2 separate regions of the Oryctolagus cuniculus genome follow, and region 1 is linked to region 2. The links are chromatin contacts, called in public Micro-C maps. All regions are on one chromosome and are shown on one strand. Each heading gives the region's core, a stretch centred on a gene start, on an enhancer-like site or on the middle of the called end of the contact. The rest is flanking DNA. Distances are from core to core; before and after follow the strand shown. Region 1 has its middle 170 kb from the start of UST. Region 2 holds the start of UST (uronyl 2-sulfotransferase).

The links. Hi-C and Micro-C count contacts between places; a contact is called where the count stands out from the background.
Region 1: a Micro-C map of ear pinna shows a contact between it and region 2, with 4 times the contacts expected there. The contact joins the enhancer-like site here to the promoter of UST in region 2. A contact is called at or near these places in 3 of 6 Hi-C or Micro-C datasets (ear pinna, psoas muscle and an unstated tissue).

What each region holds. Positions count from the first base shown.
Region 1 is chr5:19,417,541-19,424,484 of mOryCun1.1, reverse strand. No RefSeq gene overlaps it. Among named protein-coding and RNA genes, the nearest start is that of UST, 170 kb to the right of the region's middle. Within about 2 kb of position 4,739, at least 2 of the 8 cell types and tissues checked have an H3K27ac peak or open chromatin away from gene starts, as enhancers often do. A contact at or near this core is called in ear pinna, where this site is marked.
Region 2 is chr5:19,250,344-19,257,148 of mOryCun1.1, reverse strand. It overlaps UST (uronyl 2-sulfotransferase), which reads left to right and starts at 4,246. Exons shown (of 8, transcript XM_051836817.2): 1 at 4,246-4,649. The coding sequence starts at 4,382.

The sequences.
Region 1 (6,944 bases), core at 3,490-5,989, 170 kb before region 2:
CTTTTCTATTTTCTTTATAACACTTTTTTCTATATGCTAATACAATAGCATATTCTTCCCCACCGCTTCACCCTGCTTAATTTTAAATTAACATGCTTTAAAGATCGTTCCATGTCAACACCACTCCATTCTGCTAAAGGCTATGTAGCATTCACCTATGCAGATAAGTTGTTTAACCAGTACTCTATGAAAACGTAAGCCTTCGATGCTGTAAAAAAGCTGTTCTGGCACCCAGGCTGTGGACAAGGGGTTAAACCACCGTCTGCAATGCCCAGCATTCCATATCCGAGCACCAGCTTACGTTCTCAGCTTCTCTGCATTTGGTTCACCTTCCTGCCTGTGTGCCTGGGAAGACCCCAGAAGTTGTCCCAGATGCTTGGACCCCTGCCCCCCAAGTGCCATGTGGGAGACCTGTATGGAGTTCCTAGCTTCTAGCTCCAGGTTGGCCTAGACCTGGCTGTTGTGTGGCCATTTGGTGAGTGAACCAGTGGACAGAAGTATCTCTTTCTGTTTCTCTCTCCCCCTACCTCTATGTCACTCTCCCTTTCAAATAAATATTTTTTTTTTTTAAAAAAAGCTGTTATAAATATCCAGGTATACCCACATTGTTTTGTTTGCAAAATGGCTGTTGAAAGGTCAAGAGCGTTTCAGTCTGGAGAGACTGTTTTCAGTCTGCTGGTGGATTTCACTAAAGGAAACTTGAGGATGGTAGGGTTCATTTTTAAATGACTGTCATCCTCTCCACTCCCCAGTCCATTTTGTAAACTGGGCTATTTCATGTATTCTCAGCATAGGGCTTCAACTGAATGGCATGATTTTAAAAAGCTAAACAAAAAACCTCCAGTCTCATTTATCCCAAGCTGACCCCTAAGATTTTATACTTATTCAAAACAGGTACTTTTTTCTTACACTCCCTAAGATTCTTTAAGTACTCAACTGACTGAACCTTGGGTGGTTGGCTGTCTATTCTTAGCTACAAGGACCCTCTCAGAACAAAACAGGTACACAGTACTTCCCAGGACTGTGTGTGTGAGCGAGTGAGCAAGCCAGTGAGTGAGGAGGGTAGATGCTCACTCCAAGGGCTCATCAAGGCACTGGGGGCCAATTCGGAGGTCCCCCAGTTTCTCCCAGGGCACCCCTGCAACACTGCCTCAGAGAAGAACATTCTGGAAAAGAGATTCAGTTGTCACCTCTCATACACTGTCACAGAAACCCTGGAAGTCCTAATCAAACCCATGTTTGAGACCAACACAGAAGGACTCCCGGCTACTTGTGTGGGAGCCACAGTAGTTCAGACGAACCTGGTTGGCACTTCCCAGTCCTTCGTCCTCAATGGACTTTCCCCCAAACTTGGTAATGAATATGAGTAGAGCTGCAAGTGAGTTGTCCCTAGAGGGTTTCTGGCAACCAGAGGAGAAACAGTCTCCATACCCAGAGTGGGTGGTTCCATGGATTATAATGGAGTGCCAGGTGCTAAACACGATACCTTGAAAAGCACAAGAAAACAACAGGAAATATCTCCTGCAAACTCAGCCTTCTCATCTACCTGCCACTCGCCTGAGTGGGCGATCCCCCACTTGGTGGACCAACTGCAACCCATCCATTCCTCTATGGCACTTTCAGCCACTCACAAACACCCCAGTTTCTAGTCTTTTCTCTTTGCTCCTGCCATGACAAAAGGGATGTCTCCTCTTTCTGTCACTATGCCTTTCAAATACATTAACAAAAAAAGGTGGGGGGCAGGAGCCGGTGTTGTGACACAGCAGGTGAAGCCACCGTTTGCGACACCAGCATCCCATACGAGAGCGCTGGTTTCAGTCTGGCTGCTCAGCTTCTGATCCCTGCACCTGGGAAAGCAACAGAAATTGGCCCAAGTTCTTGGGCCCCTGCCACCACATGGAAGACCCAGATGGAGTTCCTGGTTCCTAGCTTTGGCCTCACCCTGCCCTGGCTGTTGTGGCTATTTGGGGAGTGAACCCCTCTATCTCCTTTTCTGTTGCTGCCTTTCAAACAAATAAATGTTTAGAGAGAGAGAGAGAGAGAGAGAGAGAGAGATATGTCTTCATCTTGGATGTTTTCCACTGGTTTATTCCCCAAATGCCCGCAACAGCCTGGGGTGGGCTGAAGCCAGAAGCCAGTAGTCCCTGCCTTCCGGTCCTTTCCCATTTGTTCAGCTTTGCCTTTGTTCTTTAAGGCCACGGCCACCAGCTTTGCTCACATAGCCCTAAAACAATATTCACAAACCAAGGACTCTCTTGCATTTTTTAAAGTTGCCCTCTAGAGGCCGGCATTGCATAGCAGGTAAAGCTGCCATCTGTAATGCTGGCATCCCATGTGGGTACCAGTTTGAGTCTCTGTTGCTCCACTTCTGATCCAGCTCCCTGCTAATGGGAAACCAGTGGAAGACAGCCCAAGTGCTTGGGCCCCTGCACCCACATGGGAAACCTACAGGAAACTCCTGGCTCCTGGCTTCAGTCTGGCCCAGTCCTGGCTGTTGCAGCCATATGAGGAGTGAACCAGAAGATGGAAGCATTCTCTAACTTTGCCTTTGAAATAAAATCTTTAATTAAAAAAAAAAAGTTGCCATCTGAAAGTTATGTGTAAGTTTAAAGAGTTGCAAAATTGGACATTTCTACCTTCCTATAAAAACTTGCATTTCAAAATAAAACTGCAGTATTACTTTTCAAAATCAAGGGTACTTCAAAATGTTTGTGGAAAATAGAATTGAAAGATGCTTATTTTGGGTTAGAAAAGTTCAAAACCCATTCATAATGATTTTTAAAGATTTTTTATTTGAGAGGTAGAGTTACAGACATTGAGACATAGAAAGAGAGAGAAAGGTCTTTCTTCTGTTGGGTCACTCCCCAAATGGCTGCAACAGCTGGAGCTAAGCCAATCCGAAGCCTGGAGCCAGGTGCTTCTTCCCATTCTCCCAAGCAGGTGCGGGGCCCAAGGATTTGGGCCATCTTACACTGCTTTCCCAGGCCAAAGCAGAGAGCTGGATTGGAAAAGGAGCAGCAGGGACTAGAACTGGTGCCCATATGGGATGCCGGCGCTGCAGGCAGAGGATTAACCTACTGCGCCACAGCGCCAGCCCCCATGTTTCCATAATATGTATTTTTAATTAACTTTTTGAAGACTAATATGCCCATATTATATTTGAAGACTTATAATATGCCCATAAAGAGCACAGCAGTTTGACCCCTACCATTGTCTACTAAAAGCACTCAAGAAGCAGCAATTTAGAAGTGTATTTTAACAAATGTCTTTATCTGAGGGGCAGAGACAGAGATCTCCCATCTCCTGGTTCATGCTCCAGATGACCCCCTTGGCTGGGGGGCTGACCAGGTTGAAGCCCTAAGGCGAGAACCCAACCCTGGGTGGCAGTGACCCAAATACTTGAATCACCTTCTTCCACCCCACCCCCACCCTGGAGTGCACAATAGCAGGAAGCTATAATCTGGATGGAACTCAACCCAGACACCTCCATATTGGATGCAGGGGTCTCCAGTGGCATCTTAACTGCTAGGCCACACCTCCAAGAGCAAGCAATTTAAATATTTGACTTGGTTTCCCTTTTTCCTGGAGATTCTATCTATCTCTATCCCATTCCTGCACACACGTTACCCTAACACAATGATTTATGTTTTTATCTTTTTGATCAGCCTATTATATTTCCATATAAGAAAAAATGTGTAAATTAAAATATAATTTCTTTGGCTCATTATGTTCTATCTGTAAAAATTTCTGGATGTCGTTATCTTTACCACCAAGTTCTGAACGTACAGCTAACTTAGAATATTGATAAATAATGATCAACAATTAAATGCTATCAGAAATGCCTCTCATCAGATGGATGCCATTTGGTGCCCTGATTATAGAAGTTGTGATAACACCATTTGTTTCAAGTTCCCCTGACTGGCGCCCATTTTCCCGACGTTTGGAGATATGGTGATGGAGGAGAGCCGGGCAAGGCGTGTTGGTGGGGGAACCAGCAGAGCAACTTTAGGACCGTTTCGATCTGGAGAGATTTCCTTATTGAAGCTGCCCAAGGTCACAGAGCCTGGGAAGTCTCCATGCAGATCCCTGCGGGAGGTTCCAAGGGTTTCATCGGAAACACCCCTTTCCCTGCTCCTGCGAACAGAGACCCACCAGCTCAAACAGCCTTCGCTCTCCTTTTTTTAATATCCCTCTCTCCAACCACATTTCCTTCATCAAGAAAAATCCTCGCACGCTCTCTGGCTTTTCACAGCCAAACTTCTTGGAAGTTTCCTGGCCACTGCCCCTTCTTCCCTGTGGGCTGTCTGTTCCCCAGCCGACTGCCCCCTGGCTGCCAACAAGGAACTGACACGCCAGCGAGACTCCCACCTGGCGCGCAGACCTGTCTGCCTCCGCCCTCCCCTGGCCTTGGACCCGCCGCCCACCCGCCACGGCTCGCCCTGCTGAGCCTCCACCCCACCCCACGGGGCCCGCCCCCTCCACAGCTGCTGCCACTTAGTGTCCTTGGCAGCCTCCACTTCCTCCCCACCCTCTGCCTGTTCGCGAACCTCAGGCTCCACCCAGAGGCTTCTCATCGCCCTGGTGATGGTCTCTCGCCGGTCAGCTTAGAGCAAAAGTAGGCAACCCAGACATCTACCATTTAAGAGGAAATCGAGTGCTTTCAGCTAAGGATAAAGTACGTGCCAAGCTGCCGTGCCAGCGGCTGCCTATTCCTCTCTCTAGGTCTCTGAAGCGCCATCTCTCTCTCTTTCTGTATTCTGCAGTCATTGTGCTGGGTTTAGGATCTGGGCTCTGGAATCAAGCCACAGCAGAAAAGCGTGTGGGATTCATCGCTTGTTATCTGTCTCCTCCAGGTGCAATCTAAGATCTAGCAGTGCGCAGATTTGCTCTTTGATCAACTGGAAACCTCTCTATGTGACATCTAAGGTTTGTTCAATGAACGCCCCGGGGCACAAGCTTTTGAATCCTAAATGTTAACTCTGGGGGAGAGGCTCTGTCGTTACTCCTTTCCGTTTCGTAGGAGACAGAGACCCAGAGAGGTGTCAGGAGCAGCGCTAGCCGCAGAGAAGCGGCGGGTCCCCTTGGCTCCTCAAAGCCGTAGCTGGAGTCCGTGAGCACCCGTGGCTTAGAAGGAAATCCGAGCCACGCGGAACCGAGACTCGCAGAGAGCGAGCTGTTGCTGCGGCGTGCGGCCACCAGAGAGCGCTGCTCCGCCAGGCCGAAGGCCACCACGGGCGACGAGGACAGGGTCCACAGGGCGCTGTGCTGCTGGAGCCAGCTACCAGCCACCAGCCACCAGCCACGACACCAAAGGCCCCGGCGGGGAGCAAAGCGGGACCTGCACGACGCTCCGCTGCCCTGAAGGACGGTCCGTGCTCATTCACATCGTGGAGCCACTGGCCCCCCACCCCCACCCCACCCCACTCCACTCCACTCCACTCCTTTAATGAGCAGAGCTGGGGGACCCGGCCCTGCTGCCTGCGCCTGGTGGGGTGCAGTGTCTGTGTGTCTGAAAGTGAGCAGGTGCACTCCCCCCTGTTGTAGGACCAAGTTGCCGGGGGGTGTCCAGTAAGAGCAAGTTGGGGGGGAGACTGTTTAGGGGGACCCTAAAACAGGGTGCTCAACCTTAGAAATTCCATTAGTCCACTTTTCCTTACTTAAAAAACACCCGAGAGGAGCTCCTTGGAAAGACAGAGTGTTTCAGCTTACAGTTTGGAGGTCCCAGGTCCGGGTCGGGCTGCCCTGGAGTTAGCGCCTGTGGAGGCTGGTCGTGGCAGGTGCTGGGGCTCCTCCACGTGGTGAACTGGGAGGAGGAGAGAGAAGCTGGGCGGAACCGAACTGAAACGGACCGAATCCTGTGCCGGAGCCACGCTCCGGGGCCCACCCCCTGCCACGGCCCCACCTCCCAGTTGCCACAGGTAGATCCAATCTCCGCTGAGCCCATCAACAATTAAGACCTCGGGGTTTGTACATCTGCCTGGGTTTGGGGGAGACAAGTGCTGCTGTGCCCATAACAGATGGGGGGCAGTGAGGTGGAAGGCCAGGCTGGTTTGCTGTTTCTCATTCCACGGCTCCTGGCCCAGGAGAGCACACGCCACAAGGACCCCGTTCCATCCAGGTGTGCGCTGAACTTAGGCCTGACAGGTCGTGGCTTCCCCAGGCACCGGAGCACCCACACCGGCTCCTATTTTACCGCTGTGGGTGGGGGCGCGGCCACACAGCTCACAGGCGTGAGGTCTCCCGTTGAGTTATTTTATTCTAATGCCGTTTGGCTTTCACCACAGCTGAAAAATCCCCTTGTTCTCAGCCTGAACTACCTATTAACATCAGCTGGGGTATCCTTATGGCTTATGCCATTGTGTGTGTGTGTGGGGTGGGGGGTGGCCAGGCCAGTGTGAAACCTGCAGGCTGGAACTCCTGAACCCGGGAAGCTGCTGTCCACAGGATGGTGTGCTCATCAGAAAATCCTGGTGTTGGCCTTTCAAAGGATCGAACACGGTCCACGCAGATCGGCTAAGATCCCTTACTTAAGTCAGCTGATGGACTTTAATTCCATCTGTAAAACACCCCACAGCCACCCCTGGTTAGTGTGATTGAATGGCTGGGGGCAGCAGCCAAGCTGACTCATCAGAAACACCATCACTCCTGGGAAGCCCTTCAAAGAGAGGCTGCCCACGCCCCACCCCAGACCAACTCTAAATCAGCCTAGGCATTTGGGAGTTTTTGGTTTTTGTTTTCCCCCAGCCCCCAAGTTCTTCTTTTCAAATGTTTATTTGAAAGGCAGAGTTATAGGGGAAGAGGGAGAGACGGAAAGAGAGATCTTCCATCTGCTGGTTCACTCCCCTCCAGACCTTAACCAGGAGCCTGGAACTCTATCTGGTCTCCCATATGGGTGGCTTAACCTGCTGTGCCACAGTGCAGACCTCACAGGTTCTTCTGATAAT
Region 2 (6,805 bases), core at 2,997-5,496:
CAGAGAGAAAGAGAGAGAAATATCTTCCATCTGCTAGTTCACTCTCCAAGTGGCCTCAACAGTCAGGGCAGAGCTAGACTGAAGCCAGGAGCCGGGAGCTTTCTCCGAGTCTCCCACATGAGTGCTAAGACTCAAGCACTTGGGCCATCCTCCACTGCTTTCCCAGGCAGATTAGCAGGGAGCTGGATCATAAGTAGAGCAGCTGAGACTTGAACCGGTACCCATATGGAATGCTGGCATCGCAGGCAGTAGCTTTACCCGCTATGCCACAATGCTGGCCCTAGTTACTGTTTTTGAAGGTAGCGCATAAAGAATTTCCAGATGGTCTAGCTATAGGAGTGAAGGAAGGAGAAAGGGAGAGTTCTGGGATTGGGGCCCAAGAGACTAGATAATACTGTTGCTTGTGGAGATGCAGCAGGCTAGGCAGGGAGCAGCCTTGGGTGTGAGGTTGGTGTTGGTGTTGGTGTGGGAAACAGAGTCAGTGACAGACTTGGCATTCACCAAAGCAGGACCTCATGGAGACGGGAGGAATGGCAGAGAGTGTGGGCACAGCCTGGCGGGGAAGTGAGTGAGCTCCTGTCTTGCCGCTTCTATTTTTCAGTGAAGTGCAGGGCAAGGTCATCAGCTGAGACTGAAGGCGTGGAAGTGAAGAGTGGAGACGGGAGGTTGGAGGAGAGAGAAGCCGTGGGAGTGGGACTCCTGGGCAGCAGTGAGTGAGCATCCACTGGAGAGTTACGCTCTCCAGAGAAGCCAGCGAGCAGAGCCGTGCGCTTTCCTTTGACCCAATCCAGTTGCACAGTTGGGATTAACCAAGCCTGGGTTTCTCCAGGCAAGTGCTGTGGGATAGACAATGAGAAACACAAGGGAATGCAAGAAAGTGATCGTAACAAGGGATCAGGAAGAACACTGGGCCAGGAAGAAATTAAACACATGAGGGGGTAAAGAATAAAGGAGTTCAAGGTCCTTGGAAAGATGCAAAAAGCCCTGGAGTGTGCCCACCAGAGATCCTGGGTGGAGGGATAGGAGGGGTGATGGCTGGAGGCCACAGTGGTTTTGGGGACCAGTGTTTGGCCTGGTGGTAAAGACACCACTTGGGACCCCTACATCCCGTGTCAGAGAGCCTGGGTTCAGGTCTCAGTTTCATCCCCAATTCTAGCTTCCTGCAGAGGCAGCGGTACTTGGGTTTCTGCAACCTGCCTGGGAGACCTGGTTTGAGTTCTGGGCTCCTGGCTTTGGCCTGGCCCAGCCCTGGCTGTAGCAGGCATTCGGGGAAGTGAATCAGTGGATGGGAGAGAGCTCTGTTCATCTGCCTGTCAAATACATTCTAAAAGAGAGAGAGAGATTGTGGAGAAGGTTGACAGTGAGGATAAATTCAAGCGAGTCACCAAGGACCAGAGTGGGTGGCCCAGGGGGCAGAAATGAGAAGATGCTGGAGGGGCCAGTATTGTGGTACCGTGTGATAAGCTACTCGGGATGCCCGCATCCTTTGAGTGCCCCTTTGAGTCCCAGCTACCCTGAATTCAACTGAACTCCCTGCTGATGCCCCTGGAAAGCAGCAGATGATGGCTCCAGTGCTTGAGTTCCTGCCACCACAGTGGAGACCTGGATTGAATTTTGGGCTCCTGGCATCCCTGGCTGGAGTGGACATTTGGGGAGAGAACCAGCAGAAGGAAAGAAAATCTCTCTCTTTCTCTATATTGCTCTATCAAATAAATAAAGAATCAATATTTTAAAAAGTCACTGGAAAGAGAAGCAATTGAGAAGCCTAGAGGGTGGAGCTCTGGGTGTTGCATGAAGTACTGGTTCATTAAAGTTTAAACCTAATAATACAAGCTGTTCATAAAGTCCTATACTTAGTAGATCTACTACATGGTTCAAATAAAGATACCATTCATTAGTACAAGCATTTAAACAATTACTTGGAGGGACATTTATGGGACATCAGAGGACACAGTTCTATCCAAACGTCCAAGCTTTTGTTGGGGTAAGGCACAGGGCATTTTCCCACGTGCAGCTGTCTGTCTTGATGGTTTGGCTTTTCCTTCTGGGGTTTTTAGGCAGCCAGGCCAGTCACGCAGCCTTCTAAACACTGACCCTTTTTTTCCCTCTAAAATTCCTGTCCTTGACCCACTCTTTTAAGGTGGACGGTGCCCCCTTGTCCTCCCCTCTTAACTTTTTCAGTTTCTGCTTCAACGTTTCTCCCCACATTTACTTCCTTTGTCACATGGCTGCTTCCTTTCTCCCTGCTTCTCAGATTCCTCTCCTTAGGAGAAAGAATTGGAAGGTTCCCCCATCCCAGGCGTGGGCAGTGAGAGCAGGCCTGGGGAGACAGCGGGTTTTGTGCAGTATTGTGCATCCAGCCAGTGTTCAGATTACTGGGTCAGGCCTTAGGGCCTGGTCCTTGTGGGTCCCAGGTGCTCTCTGACACGTGAAACAGGGCTTTGCCCCTCGGGTCTCCTGGTCCCTCTGCATAGACTCAGAAAATGGGAACAGGCATCTATCCAGGGCTACCCATGAAACTAATGGGCAATGACGGATGATTGGCATTCACATTCCTGAAATAGGCATATTAACCCAGATACTCCCTGATTCAGGGGATAAATGTGGGACGCACCATTAGCACTCCATTTGGGAGTTCTTGCAACAGAACCAAGGGGCCCCCCACGCAGCAGCCTTTTCCCTTAGAAAGTGGGTCAGAACAATGTAACATCTCAAGTAACCTGCTCACCTGTAACTCGCTTCAGCTCTTGAACTTGGTGTCCTTTCACCCAGGTTTCAAGTCATGCACGGGAGATACTCATCTGTAGATTAAACCACAGAGTACTTTTCTCAAATCGTAATCTCTTCCTACTCCCTGTAAGGGTTTTCCGGAGCAGGCTTGGAATCACAGAAATTGTCGGCTCCTGATTCTCCCTTTAATCTTGTGTTACGGGAACACAGAGAATGAGAAGGGAGCCCGGGAAGAGAAGCTCCACAAACGAGGTTTAGGGTCTCAGTATGGCCCCTCACTAAGGGCCATCCCCACGCCAACGACCAGGAAAAGGGCCCGGCTGCGTGGGCTTGAGGGTCAGAGATTTGAGCGCGGCTCCCAACCCCACTCCTCCTGGCTCTGGGACCCTGGGGCAAGGCACAGGCGCCCCAGGTGGCACAGCTTCTGCAGATACATTGGTAACCAGCTGTTCGTCAGAGAGCCTGGCCAAGCACCAGCTGTGGTGCCCCAGGTTCCGTCCCGCCCCGAGCCTTCCTAGTGGCGACCCAGGCGGCCGGGGAAGGAGGTGCGGAAGGGGACCTGCCCTTTCCCCTTGGCGACCGCTGCGGGCCCTCTCCGTGCGCGGCGGGGCGCAGCTGCGGGAGCGCAGGGAGACAGGGTCCTCTCGGCCTCTCTCTCCCAGGGGGCCGGGGCGCCGAGCCGCCCCCCCCCCCCACGGGGTGGGGTGGGGGACACGTTTAGTTTCTAACTCCCCCCACCGGCGCTCTCTGCAAAGTCACACAGCCAAGTCTTGAACCGAGACGCCAGCAGGGCGCGGCGGCCTCTGGGAAGCAGGTCCAAGGGACAAGTTTCGGAGCGCAGAGCGCGCACAGAGCGGCGAGCTCCGTGGCGCTCCTCCCTGCCGTCCAGTTTTTAGGAGAGGGAAGCCGGCGGGCCCCAAGAGGTCGCTGGCGATGCAGGAACCGAGGCCAGATGGTTGGAGAAAGGGGGAAGGCACGCACACACAAAACACACCCAGAAACTTTCTTCCTCGCGGCGGCGGAGACGCGCCGCCCCCGGCCCCCGCAGCCGCGGTAACGTGACACCGAGCGCGCCCCGGGGACCGCGCGGCGCGGGCGGGAGAGCGGGTCGAGGCGGCGGCGCCGCGCCGGAGGGAGAAAGGGGAGGAGGCGGAGGAGGAAAACCCCTGTCCAGGAGGTGGAGCGAGCGGACGGTGTCCGCCTCCCGTTCCTCCCTGCCGTCCCTCAGAGGAGCCTGAGCCGGGACAAAACACGCCGAGACCCACAGACGCGCGCGCACACACACACGCGCACACAAAGCCGGGGGTCCACGCTGGCGCTGAAGGCGAGCCCCGGCGGCCGCGAGCGAGCCCGAGGCGCGGCGGGGCACGGGGCGCCGAGCCGCTGAGCGCGCGCGCGCGGGACGGACGCGGGCGGCGCCCGCAGCCGAGGCCGGGCAGCTCAGGCGCTCGGGCCGCGGCGGGCGGCGGGGACCATGCCGAGGAAAGTCTCCTGAGCCCGGCAACTTCGGCCCCGCCCCACCCCCACCCGGCTGCCCGCGGCGCGGCGCGGCCCTCCCCATGCGCGGCCGGCCGGCCGGGCTCTTCTGCAGGCGGCGGATGGGTGACCTTTTCCTGGCCCGGGCCGGCTGTGCGAGGCGGCGGAGCAGGCGATGAAGAAGAAGCAGCAGCCGCAGCCGCAGCAGCAGCAGCATCCCGGCGGCGGCGCGGATCCCTGGCCCCATGGGGCCCCTCTTGGGGGCGCCCCCCCGGGCCTGGGCAGCTGGAAGCGCCGGGTCCCCCTGCTACCTTTCCTGCGCTTCTCCCTCCGGGACTACGGCTTCTGCATGGCCACGCTGCTGGTCTTCTGCTTGGGCTCCCTCTTCTACCAGCTCAGCGGGGGACCCCCTCGATTCCTGCTCGACCTGCGGCAGTATTTGGGTAAGGACGCGCGGCGGGCGGCGGCCGCGCAAAGTTGTGTCCCGGGGTAAGGGGGCGCGCCGGGGACCTCTCGAGCGGCCCCCCAGCCCGCCGCCGCTCTGAGGCTGCCCAGATGTGACACCCGCCACCTTCAGCGCCGGCGGGTTGCGGGGACCCGGCAGATACCCCGGGTGGGGCGCCGTCCACCTGCCCCCGCCCGCCCCGCACTGGGGCAGGATGGATGCGTGCGTGGTTGTGTGTATTCAGGCCCGGCGATGCGGGAGCAAGCATGGGGGAGACAGTCCGTTCCATGACAGCGTTGGGGACCACCATCGCGTCGGGTCCCGCGCTCCACAGTGTGCGGGTGGGTGTAGCCCTCGGTCTGGTCCGTCCCGCTCCTTGGCCTGGCCCTTGACAGCCCCTGCTCACCTCGCCTTCCGCAGCGAGCGTGTCCGAGCGAGCTGAGCCCCTGGGACTGGGGCCGTCCGGGGGCGTGTGGATCAGCGAGGCCAGCAGGGTCGCCGCCTGTGACCCGACTGCGCGCCGTGCTGTGTGCGTCTCGAGTGAGAACTTTTGTTGTTGGTTGGTGGCGGTTTGGGAGCGAGACCTCCTGTCTTAAGAAGAGGGAAGGGAGGGGTCGCGGCGGTGGAGACCAGAGTCGCTCAGCGAGTAGGCAGGAATGGCGCCTCCCTCGTCCTGGGCCCGGGGAGCGCACGCCAGGTCCCGGGGACGAGTTTGCAGAGCACTCAGATTTGTGGCCAGAAGACGCGGTGCCAGGAGAGCCGCGCAGAGCCCCAGTCTGCTGCAAACCTCGTAGATGACAAACGCGAGCGGCATCCGGCACCTGCACCGGGACAGCGAGCGCCGAAACGGGATGGGCTGGCTGGAGGCCGCCGCTGTGACCCCAGGTGTGCCTTCGCCATCGCCGAAGCCACGGGTCTAGAGAACAGAGCGTTTGGCAGGAAAGCAAGCCCGCGCGCGCGCACACACACACACACACACTCACACACGCGCGCGCCTGCGAAGTGACAAACGTGTGAGGGCGTTTGGAAATAACACAGAGAAAGCACAGTTTTTCCCATGTAGAGGAGCTCAGATTGGAAGTTACAACTTTTATATCAGCAAAAATGGTGGGACGCCATGGTTTTGCAAGATGAGTTAGGGAAAAGTAAAGGGAAATACTGCCCGAGTAGCTTTCCAAAGTATTAATGCTTAGCACCTGGTTTCATAGAGCATTGGAGATATAATATGCCTTTTTATTAGGGACTCAAATCTCTTTTTTTTCTGCAAGTTCCACATTTTGGCATTTCGCAGTCACCTACTGCTGTCAGGAAGAGGACTGATTGTCCCCGCCCACAGCCATCATTACTGACTGGCTTGGGGAGGTGAGTGGTGTTGGTGCGCATTAGCCTTTCTCTGTAAAATCAGGTAATTTTTTCCCCAGAAGCTTCCTAGAAGCAAGGCATAGAGGCCAGAGTTGTAGGGGACAGTACAGTGGTCAAGGGTGCAAAAGGACTCTTCAAGAGCCCTTGACCTTGGTTAGGACCCTGAAACTTCCCAGGTTTTGGCTGTTCGTGGTGATAGGTGGTTTCTTTTTTCTTTTCTTTTTTTTTTTTTTCTTTTTTGACAGGCAGATTGGACAGTGAGAGAGAGAGAGACAGAGAGAAAGGTCTTCCTTTTGCCGTTGGTTCACCTTCCAATGGCTGCCGCGGCCGGTGTTCTGCGGCCAGCATACTGCTCTGATCCGTTGGCAGGAGCCAGGTGCTTCTCCTAGTCTCCCATGGGGTGCAGGGCTCAAGCACTTGTGCCATCCTCCACTGCACTCCCTGGCCACAACAGAGAGCTGGCCTGGAAGAGGGGCAACCGGGACAGAATCTGGCGCCCCAACCGGGACTAGAACCTGGTGTGCCAGCGCCGGGAGGCGGAGGATTAGCCTAGTGAGCCGCGGCACCGGCGATAGGTGGTTTCTAAAACCTCTACCTAGCTTGCTCCCAGGAGGTTGGGGTTCTGAGATCTTCCTTGGGGAAGCGAGAGCAGGAGGGGAGGAAGAAGGAAAGCCTGGCAGCTTGAGTTTGTATCGCATACACCATCACCTTTTCACTGCTGATTCCAACCACTGAGGAGGCCTGGGCAGTGTGTGCGGTCGGCGGACGGGAAGTGGATGGGGCAGCGCTCGT